3 separate regions of the Oryctolagus cuniculus genome follow, and all the other regions are linked to region 1. A link is a contact called in public Micro-C data. All regions are on one chromosome and are shown on one strand. The core of a region is the stretch at or near the end of the contact, and the rest is flanking DNA. Distances in the headings are between cores, read along the strand shown.

Region 1 (3,078 bases), core at 277-2,776:
TGGGGCTGGGGCACTTGGGGCACCTTGGTTTTCCCCTGTGGAGTGGAGGCTTGGCAAGGGGAATGCCAGGGAAACAGCTCTCTGTGAGTCAGCCCCAGGCCTGTCTGGGGGAGCGCAGGCTTTCTTGTTCCTGGAGGCTGTGGTTTTCCCTGCATTCAGTTTCTTTCCCTGTCTCAAAGCAGCTGCATCATTAAACTCACCTGGCGCCCGAACAGAAGGATAAATCTTTGCTGAGATTAATGATAATGCACTTAAATTTACATAACACGTCAAGGCCAGAAGGATCCCAAAGCATGGTGTCAACCTCCTAGGAGGGCTGAGACACAGCAGGCTTCTTGGAGGCCTCCCAGAGCTGGGCAGGTGGATCAGGAAGGCGGGTCGGCTTGGGCTTGCTAATCCTGGTGGCTACAGCAACGTTGACTTCACGCTGGAGGGTCAAGCACAAACTACTCCACAGTGTTTTGGATAGTGGTGAAGGTTTTGTAACGCTCCAGCTCAGCACTTGGAACAAAGTGCTTTCCTTCCACGTTGCACGTAAGGGTTGTAAGCCGGTGATGTTGAGGCCCCTGCGCCCCCCAGCAGGTGTGCTCGGGGTGGACCGCAGCCAGCACAGGTGTTCTCTGGATCCCTGATGAGCTGCTGCACAGCCACAGGCAGCAGGGTTGCTGGAGAGATGGAGAGGACCATGCCTAAGACCCTCTGTTGCTGCTCCGCTTCAGGCACACGGCCTTTTGCTGTTCCCCCAAATCACTGAGCTCCTCCTCCCAGGGAATGCCACTAGAATTGTTTTTGCCCCAGCGCTGACTCCTGCAGATCATGCTGGTCTCACTGGCCTGAGTTAGTGTGGGAGGGTGGATGTCCCTGACCTTAGCTGCATTCATTTTCATCAAAGCATGTGCCTAGCTGAAATCCTATTTGTAGGCATGTATCGTTTATTGCATCTCACGTGAGCTGCATGTGTGGGGGGCTGTGGCTTTGTTTCCTGCCGTGTCCTTGGTGCCCAGGAAGTGCTCAAGGTCATGCTGTGGATGAGGGATTGTGCGTAAGATGCTTGCAGCCCTTATCTGTTTCTCCCCTAGGCTGGAGACCTGGGTGCAGTTTGGGAGGTTCCTCATGCTGGCATTTTGGGGATAGCATCCAGAGTGCGTCCAGACGGCACGTGGTTGAGGGGCTTATGTCCAGTTGATCTTGTGCTTGAGATTGAAGCTTTCCTTTTCTTTTTCCTGCTCAGTAGGGGCTTTCAAGTGTGCTGGGCCGGCATTGTGGCACAATGCGTTAAACCACCGCTTGGCGGTGCTGGTGTCCCCTATCGGAGCACTGGTCCTAGCTGCTCTGCTTCTGATCCAGCTCTTGCTAATGTGCCTGGGAAAGTGGAGGATGACTCAGCTGCTTGGGGCCCTGCTACCCCTGTGGGAGACCTGGGTAGAGCTCCGGGCTCCTTGCTGCGACCTGCATCAGCCCTAGTGATTGTGGCCATTAGGGGAGTGAATCAGTGGATTGAGTTTCTCTTTGTCTCTCCTCTCTCTGCCTTTCAAACAAATAAAATAAATCTCAAGAAAAAGGAAAGTGAAGAGTCAGCTGGACCGGGGAACTGTATGGGTTGACAATCTTTGGTACCTGCTACCCCACAGGGAGGCAGAAGGGCATCTATGCTGGACAGTGTCCATCCCTGCCTCCAGGAACTCAGGACACGCAAGCTGAGGATGCGGTCTAACCGGTGCAGGGCAGGTGGAGGGTCTCGGGGGAGACAGCGAGAAGAGCTGGTGGAGTCAGAGCCTGTTGGCCTGGAGAGGAGAGGAGCCGTCAGTGCCTGCAGTGAGAGCCTGCCGAGAGCTCCACGCCCTGCGCGGGGCGATGAGCTCACTGGCTACGCAGGACCAGACCGGGCCAGAACTCATAAGGAGACCTCCCAGGAAAACCAGGGGCCTGCCGGGATTGATGCTGGTGACTCATTCTGCAGCAAGTCTTTCGTCTGAGTCATCTCTGAATCAGTGTTCCAGGACAGCCGTGTGTGTGTGTGTGTGTGTGTGTGTGCGTGCGCGTGCATGCGTGCACGTGGAGTCAGCCTCTGTGAATAGCTCTGTCTTCAGTATAGGAGAGCCCTGGGTCCCTCATATCCCTGGGGACTCAGGCAGGTGCCATCTTCTGGGGTCCGAGCTGTGACCCTTCCCTGAGGTGCCCTCTGGAGCTCCCTCCCATATGCCAAGATGCTGCTGCCCTTGTGACATCCTGGGGAAGTGCACAGGCAGATGTTTCTCAGCTCTGGGAGGCCCTTCAGAGCTCAGTGGCCAAGGGCCCCGGGCTGCTGCCCATTCTTGTATAAAAGCACCTCTTAGCAAACCAAAGGAGCCAGGTCCCCCAGGACAGGGCAGGTCCAGGCTGGCAGCTGTCCACAGAAGGAGAACACACTGGGCCAGGGCTCCCCAGCTCACCTGGGGAGGGCAGGCAGAGGGAAGCACCCAGCTGAGGTCACTGTGTGACTGCCGCCCTGAAGCACCCCTTTATGTCCTGTACTAGTTTTGTCCTGCCAGTCCCGGATCTGAGCTGGGCACACTGTTCGAGCACATCCTGTCTGTCTTAATTATTTTGGGCAAAGTGATGATGGTTCCCGTAGGAGAGCACTCCGTGCCTTCTAATCAAGAGGCTCTCTGCTCTGGGCATAGCTGCTATGCCTTTCATCCTGCCCTGCTGAGTGGCTCCCGGGGTGGGCTGGGTGTGTGTGTGTGTTTACAGGGCTTGCCTGGCAGTGCGTGGCCCCACAGCCTGCTCACCAGGCCTTTCTCAGCATCAGGTGCCTGGCTGGGAGCGGGGAGGGGCCATCCGAGACCCATGGGATGGAGACTTTTGTCTCTTCTCTCAGATCCCCTCAGGGAGGCTTCCGAATGGAAAGCTCTGCTCCTGGCTTCAGTGAGACAGATTTCCCCGAGTTATTTTTGTCTCCTTTTTTCCTCCTTTAAGAAAGATTCTGAATCTTTGAAATAGTCTGGGGCATGCTCGTGACCCGTAGGATTGTAACTCAGCCTCGCAGGCCTGTGAGTTTGAGAACTATTGCAAAGAAGAGTTCTCAGTAGCTGATTG
Region 2 (3,078 bases), core at 150-2,649, 190 kb after region 1:
GCACCCCCCACCCCTTCCACTCTTTACAAGGCTGCCACCCCTTCAAGACCCTGATTAAGCTTTTACAAGTAGATGTATTTGCATCTGCAGCTACAGGAAAGAAGGTGACTCTGTGCAGGTAAGCCTGGGTGTCTCCATCCAGGCTCCGATTTCTCAGCCCAAGAGCCTTTCCTGGGACTCCTTCAAATACAAATGCCATTTTCCATTAAAATCACACTGATTAAAAAGGGTCATACAGGTGGAGAAGAGCCTCAGCTTCACGGCTTGACCAGTGTCCGAAAATGAAGTTGGTCGAAGTCCCCAGGAAATTTGGCTATTGCCAATTCCTGGCAATCCACTGGGCCCCTCACCTGTGCCGGGCACCATACACTTGGCACGAAGCCATCCATGCACGGGGCCCCTGTGGGCTCGGTCTCCCATCTTGCCACTTGCTCCTGTAACTCTGGGCACCCCTGATCAGGTTAAAAGTGATACTTGTGCAGCTGGTTCAGTTCCAGTATCTTTCACTATTTCCTTTGTTTTATGAGTACAAACAGAAGGAGACCTTGGGCTGCTGACAGCCTGTGCTAGCCAGACGTGAATTTCCCTGATGTAGGTGTGGGAGTGGTCTAAGAGTTAGGCAGGTGCAATACAAAACTCTGTCAGGGGAGGGAGTGGGGCTGGTAACAAGTTGGCACCGCTCAAGATGGTACCTTCACAGGAATAAACAGCAGGAGGAAACCACGACCCTGACCACAATGGGCTGGACCGCAGACCACAGACCAAGAATAGACGGGCGGCCACTTCCTGAAGGCAGTGGCTTTGTTCGCCAAAGAACTGGGACAGCAGAAGTGCAGGATTCACCTGGGCTTTTGCTTGTGCCGGATGCTGAGGATCTGGCGGCTCAGATTTCTCCGAGGGAGCAGCGATTCAGACTCAGCAGAGAAGACGGGCAGCCCTGTATCCTGACCACACTGCACAGAAGGGAACAGCCAGAAGAATTCTACAGAAACCTCAATTTATTTTCTCTTTGTCATGAAAACATGTCTTCTGTGTATGGCCTTCTAATGGTAAATTAGTCTGTAGAATACACTGATGCAATCCCCATTAGCATGTGCATTAGCAGGGTGCTCTGCCCGCTCTTGACAAGAGCCTCGCTAGGCAGGCGTTGAGGCAGCATGAAAGCATTCCTTATCTATTATCACCTAGGCACTAATTTAAGTGTCTCTGTGCAATTAGATTTGGCTTGAAACAGGATTCATTTCTCAGCAGGGTTACTCAATGAATTACTTTATTGTCTCTTTGTTCCCTCAGTGGGGTCCCGTCACATAAGCACAGAGGGGACACTGGTGCTTCTGGGCAAACCCCAGAACTGAAGGTGAACAAATGACTGATGGTCACCTCTGGGCCTTGGTTACCAGGGCTGGCTTCCTTCCCACTGTTTGGCAGAGGAGTCAGGAAGAAGAATCTGAAGTTAGTTGGTTTAAAAAAAAAAAAGACAACCCCAAACCTCTGGGCTATGGAAATTCATGCTCACTGGAGAACACTTTCTTCCACTCTGAAATGCTCATCACTCCGTTAGGCTCCTGGGCTTCATCCGACATTTCCCGCTCTGGTAAGAGAGCTTGAGCACCACGCATTCTTTGTAAATTGGAGAAGGCATTGTTAAGAATATAACTGTGGCTCTGTGGCTTGCAAACACCTGCTCACCCTCCCACATGATGCATGCATGTACAAGTACATTTTTTCAACAAGTACAGGTCTCTTTCCCAGTTGCTTTAACAGGTAAAAACTGGCAGAGTTTCCTGGCAGAACGTGCACTCTAATTGTCCTTCTAGCTGATACCTGTTCGGAGTTGCTTCCAGTGGATTTATTATAAAGCCCTGCTATGATCATCCAACTGTGAAGCACTCCAGTGGGCTTGCTTTGAAAGCCTGGTGGTTGCACAGACCATCTAGAATGAATCAGAGAATTCCAGACAAAGCCTGAGGAAGCCCCGCGTGGCTGCCATGGGCTGTGCAACCACCCTGGGCGGAACAGGTGGATATAAAGGTGACGCTTAGTCCCAGGAGACAGTGCCTCGGGAGCTGCAAGTCAGAGCATGCTGTGAGGTTTTCAGGAGTGAGGTGTAAAATTCCTAAGATTTGGGTTCAGTTCAGATAAGCACCCACATGTTTGGGTCTTCAGCAGAAACCTGTCGGAAATGTCTCAAACAGCCAGCTAAAATGCACTGGAAACCTCTCCTGAGGTTTTTGGTACTTCCTGTAAGAGTCGGCTCAAAATAGCCTTTTCATGCCTGAGCCAGAGATGGAAAAGTAATGAAACAGCCTTCTCACTTTCCATTGTTTCGTGTTAAAAGAGTGTGCTTATTGGATGGTTGCAAGGGCTTCACACACAGGTGGGATAAGAGAGAGGTCGGCTTTGGAAGTGTGCAGAGGGAAGCTGAGTTGGCAGTGAGTGGACCCTTATTTCATTTGAACGGTTCACCCGTGTACAGTCCTCACCCCTACTGAGTGGTTATTTTAATTTTGAGTGAGGGAGAAAGAGCATGTAGGGGTTCCAGTTTTTGTGTTGGAGGTCCCAGTCTCCAGGAGTTGATGGGAGGTTATGCAGATCAGCTCATCTGAGCTGTTTCCTGGAGATGGTACCTTGGTGGGGTGGGGTGTGGGTGTTAATTCTGATGCTGGTGACACAGCAAAACTGAGGGACCCAGCTCTTTCCAAACTCATTGCTGTTCTGGGGGTATTGTATAAAACACTGTACTCAGAAGCTAATAATGAAACAGCTGCTTAGAGCAGCAACGAGACTGGATGCCTTTTCTTCCTGGGGAAGAGAGATCCCACATGTTTGGTGTGCCTTGTGCCCTTTGACATGTCACAGAGCAGCCGCTTTCCTGGGGTGGGGGAGGGCCTTGGGAACAGGACTTCCCCTAGGACAGAGCTGCTGAGTCTCCCTAGGCTGGGGGTGAGCTTTCTCTTGGGGAGAATTGTGGTGGTTTGGGTCTTGTGGCTGCGTCCCAAATGCTGTCGCAAATGAGCTTCCCTGCCAGTTCCCTCTTGTGATGGTCCAGCTGATTTTCCACAGGGAGAATGGCTGGCA
Region 3 (3,078 bases), core at 416-2,915, 150 kb before region 1:
AGCAACCTTTTGTTTATGGCTTCCTGGACAGCATTAGCATTGGGTATTAGGGTGAAAAATACTTTTTGCAAATGTGATGTGTAAATTATAGTATTCTGTTTTTTTTTTTAAAGTAATTTATTAATTATACTGAACAAAAAATTGGGTTCTGGGGCTTTTCTGATCAACTTAAATAAGTAAAGCTTTATTTATTTATTTATTTGAAAGGTAGAGTTACAGAGAGAGGGAGAGACAGATCTTCCATTTGCTGGCTTATTCTCCAAATGGTCACAACAGCCAGGGCTTGGCCAAGCCAAAGCCAGGAGCCAGGAGCTTCATCTGGGTCTCCCACGTGGTTTGCAGGGGCCCAAGCACTTGGGTCACCCTCTGCCATCTTCCAGCTACATTAGCAGGAATAAGAAGTGGAGCAGCCAGGACATGAACTGGTGCCCGTATGGGATGCTGTCACTGCAGGCTGTGGTTTAACCTGCTATGCTATAGCGCCGGCCCCCATAATATTTCTTTTTTTTTTAACTTTTATTTAATGAATATAAATTTCCAAAGTACGACTTATGGATTACAATGGCTTCCCCCCCATACCGTCCCTCCCACCCGCAACCCTCCCCTTTCCCACTCCCTCTCCCCTTCCATTCACATCAAGATTCATTTTCGATTATCTTAATATACAGAAGATCAGCTTAGTATACATTAAGTAAGGATTTCAACAGTTTGCTCCCACACAGAAACATAAAGTGAAAAATAATAGATGATTTTTTTTATGATGATGAAATCAGATCAGACCTATTGTCGTGTTTAATCCCAGTGAGAGTCAAGTTCGGCCCCCATAATATATGTTTTCAGTGAGCTTTTTAAAGACCCCCTCGTGTGTCAATTACTTTTTTTAAATTTTTGAACAATGCTTATAGAAACTCTGGCATCTATATTCTGGCTAACATTTATTTCTATTTTTTACTCATCGTGTCAAACCCAGGCTTTTTCTGGTTCTGTTTAGGTTAAAACTCACTTTGTCACCATGGCCACTGTCCCAGGCCCAAGCCTAGGCAGACAGAAGTCTCCCTCTGAGACTCCCATGTGGTTACAACATGGCAAGGATCAGAAGTTTTTCAACTATACAGGAGGTAGCTATGTTGCATATTGTTTACCCCTTTCATTTCTAAAGAGGATGGAGGTTCTATGTCCCATTTTTAAGGGGAGGCTGGGAGATGTCGCGCTGGGGCTGCAGTGAGCCCTGGCATCCTCTAGGTGTCGCGTTCTAGCTCCGACGCCCTAGCTCCTACGTGGGAGGCGCGGTTTTCCTTTTGCTCCAAAGTAAACAGCTGCACAGCTCAAGGAGAGCTTAATTTTTGAGAAGAAAAGAAGGGTCTTGGATATGATAACACAAAAACACCGTGGAAAGCCTGTCCCCTTGCTCATGAACTGCAGAGACGTTGCTATATGGTTTGATAGGTTCCACAAGACCTCGGAATGTTTGTCTTGGCATTCCCGGGCCCCTTCCATTTGGAAACACTTAGGAATGTGAACAGGTTGGTGAAATGCTTTCTTTTCTCTTGTGGTCGACCCGCAGGGCATCCGCCTGCCTCTTTGCCTTGGGATGCCCTTTTCCACCTCCTCCCTTGCCCCGTTCAGCTTCGAACCCTCACCTCCTCTTCCTTGTGGTGGCCTGCTGGCCTGCCCCGTCCCTGACCTGGAATTTGACCGCTCAGCCGTGTGTCCTTGCGGCCGGGTGGCAGCACTCAATTCCTGCTGCTCCATCCCTGTCCCAACTCAGCGGGTGCCTTATTGGGGTGCATTTAGTTTAGAATGGTTGGTTGAGGCTTTGACCCTGGCTGGCAGCTGACTGCTCCAGCAGCCACCTCCTGATCTGAGGTTGGGAGGCGAGGGGAGGGCTCAGGCATGGTCAGGTTCTGGTGAGGGCGGGCTTCTGGATTGCAGACTGTTGTGTTGTCATTGTACTTCAATGGTGGGGAGGACTGGGGTCAGGGGAGATCAGTTTTCCATATGCTGGTTCACTCCCCAGATGGCTGAAACAGGCCAGGGCTGGACCAGGCTGAAGCCAGAGCCAGGAACTCTATCCAGGACTCTCATATCAGTGGCAGGGGCCCATACGCTTGGGTCATCTTCCATTGCCTTCACAAGTGCATTATCAGGGAACTGGATCAGAGTGGAGCATCCTGGACCTGAACTTGTGCTCTGATATGGCTTGTTGTTATCATCGCAAGCAGAGCTCCACCCACTGTGCCACAATGCCAGCCCTGAGAGATACTCTTATAAGGGTCAGTTCTATTCATGAGAGCTCTATCCTCATGACCTCATCGCCTCCCAAGGCCCCACCTCTGCATAACATCACACTGAGGGTTAGGATTTCAACATGTGAATTTTGTTGGGGCATAAACATGCAGCTCACAACCACAGCCATAGCCAGACTTTGTTTTCAGAAAGCAATCATACAATCTCCTGAGTTGTTAGGCCTTCTTTCCTTCCCCTGCAAAGTCCTGAGAATGGCTTTAGATGGCTGATGGGAAGTTAAGTGATCCTAGTATGTAAGGAGGATAGGTCAGTTGACCTGCTTTTATTCATACCAACAGCATTTTTTTTAAAGATTTATTTTTTTATTTGAAAGAGTTACAGAGAGGCAGAGGCAGAGATAGAGAGAGAGAGAAGTCTTCCATCTCTTGGTTCACTGCCCAAATGGCTGCAATGGCCAGAGCTGAGCTGATCTGAAGCTAGGAGCCTGGCACTTTTTTCCAGCCTCCCATGTGGGTGCAGGAGCCCAAGCGCTTGGGCCATCCTCTACTGCTTTCCCAGGCACATTAACAATGAACTGGATCAGAAGTGGAGCAGCCTGGACTCGAACTGGCGTCCACATGGCTTTACCTGCTATGGCCACAGCGCTGGCCCCACCAACAGCATGTTTTATATCAAGCTTTTGATAGTGCCTTAATGAATAAACTTAATGATTGAGTTAATCATTCAGAAAGTGAGGGGGCAGCCCTCTTTTACCGTGGATGGAGTAAATTTAGGACATCAGGGGCAGGTCCTGGCTGCTCCACTTTTGATCCAACTCCCTTCTTATGCCCC

What was found. Hi-C and Micro-C count contacts between places; a contact is called where the count stands out from the background.
Region 2: a Micro-C map of ear pinna shows a contact between it and region 1, with 4 times the contacts expected there. The contact joins two enhancer-like sites. A contact is called at or near these places in 2 of 6 Hi-C or Micro-C datasets (ear pinna and psoas muscle).
Region 3: a contact with region 1 is called in a Micro-C map of ear pinna, with 6 times the contacts expected there. The contact joins two enhancer-like sites. A contact is called at or near these places in 4 of 6 Hi-C or Micro-C datasets (ear pinna, psoas muscle, skin fibroblasts and 1 more).

The regions. Positions count from the first base shown.
Region 1 is chr6:72,503,660-72,506,737 of mOryCun1.1, forward strand. No RefSeq gene overlaps it. Among named protein-coding and RNA genes, the nearest start is that of UBE2V2, 300 kb to the left of the region's middle. Within about 2 kb of position 1,527, at least 4 of the 8 cell types and tissues checked have an H3K27ac peak or open chromatin away from gene starts, as enhancers often do. A contact at or near this core is called in ear pinna, where this site is marked.
Region 2 is chr6:72,695,347-72,698,424 of mOryCun1.1, forward strand. No RefSeq gene overlaps it. Among named protein-coding and RNA genes, the nearest start is that of CLXN, 230 kb to the right of the region's middle. Within about 2 kb of position 1,400, at least 1 of the 8 cell types and tissues checked has an H3K27ac peak or open chromatin away from gene starts, as enhancers often do. A contact at or near this core is called in ear pinna, where this site is marked.
Region 3 is chr6:72,354,601-72,357,678 of mOryCun1.1, forward strand. No RefSeq gene overlaps it. Among named protein-coding and RNA genes, the nearest start is that of UBE2V2, 150 kb to the left of the region's middle. Within about 2 kb of position 1,666, at least 1 of the 8 cell types and tissues checked has an H3K27ac peak or open chromatin away from gene starts, as enhancers often do. A contact at or near this core is called in ear pinna, where this site is marked.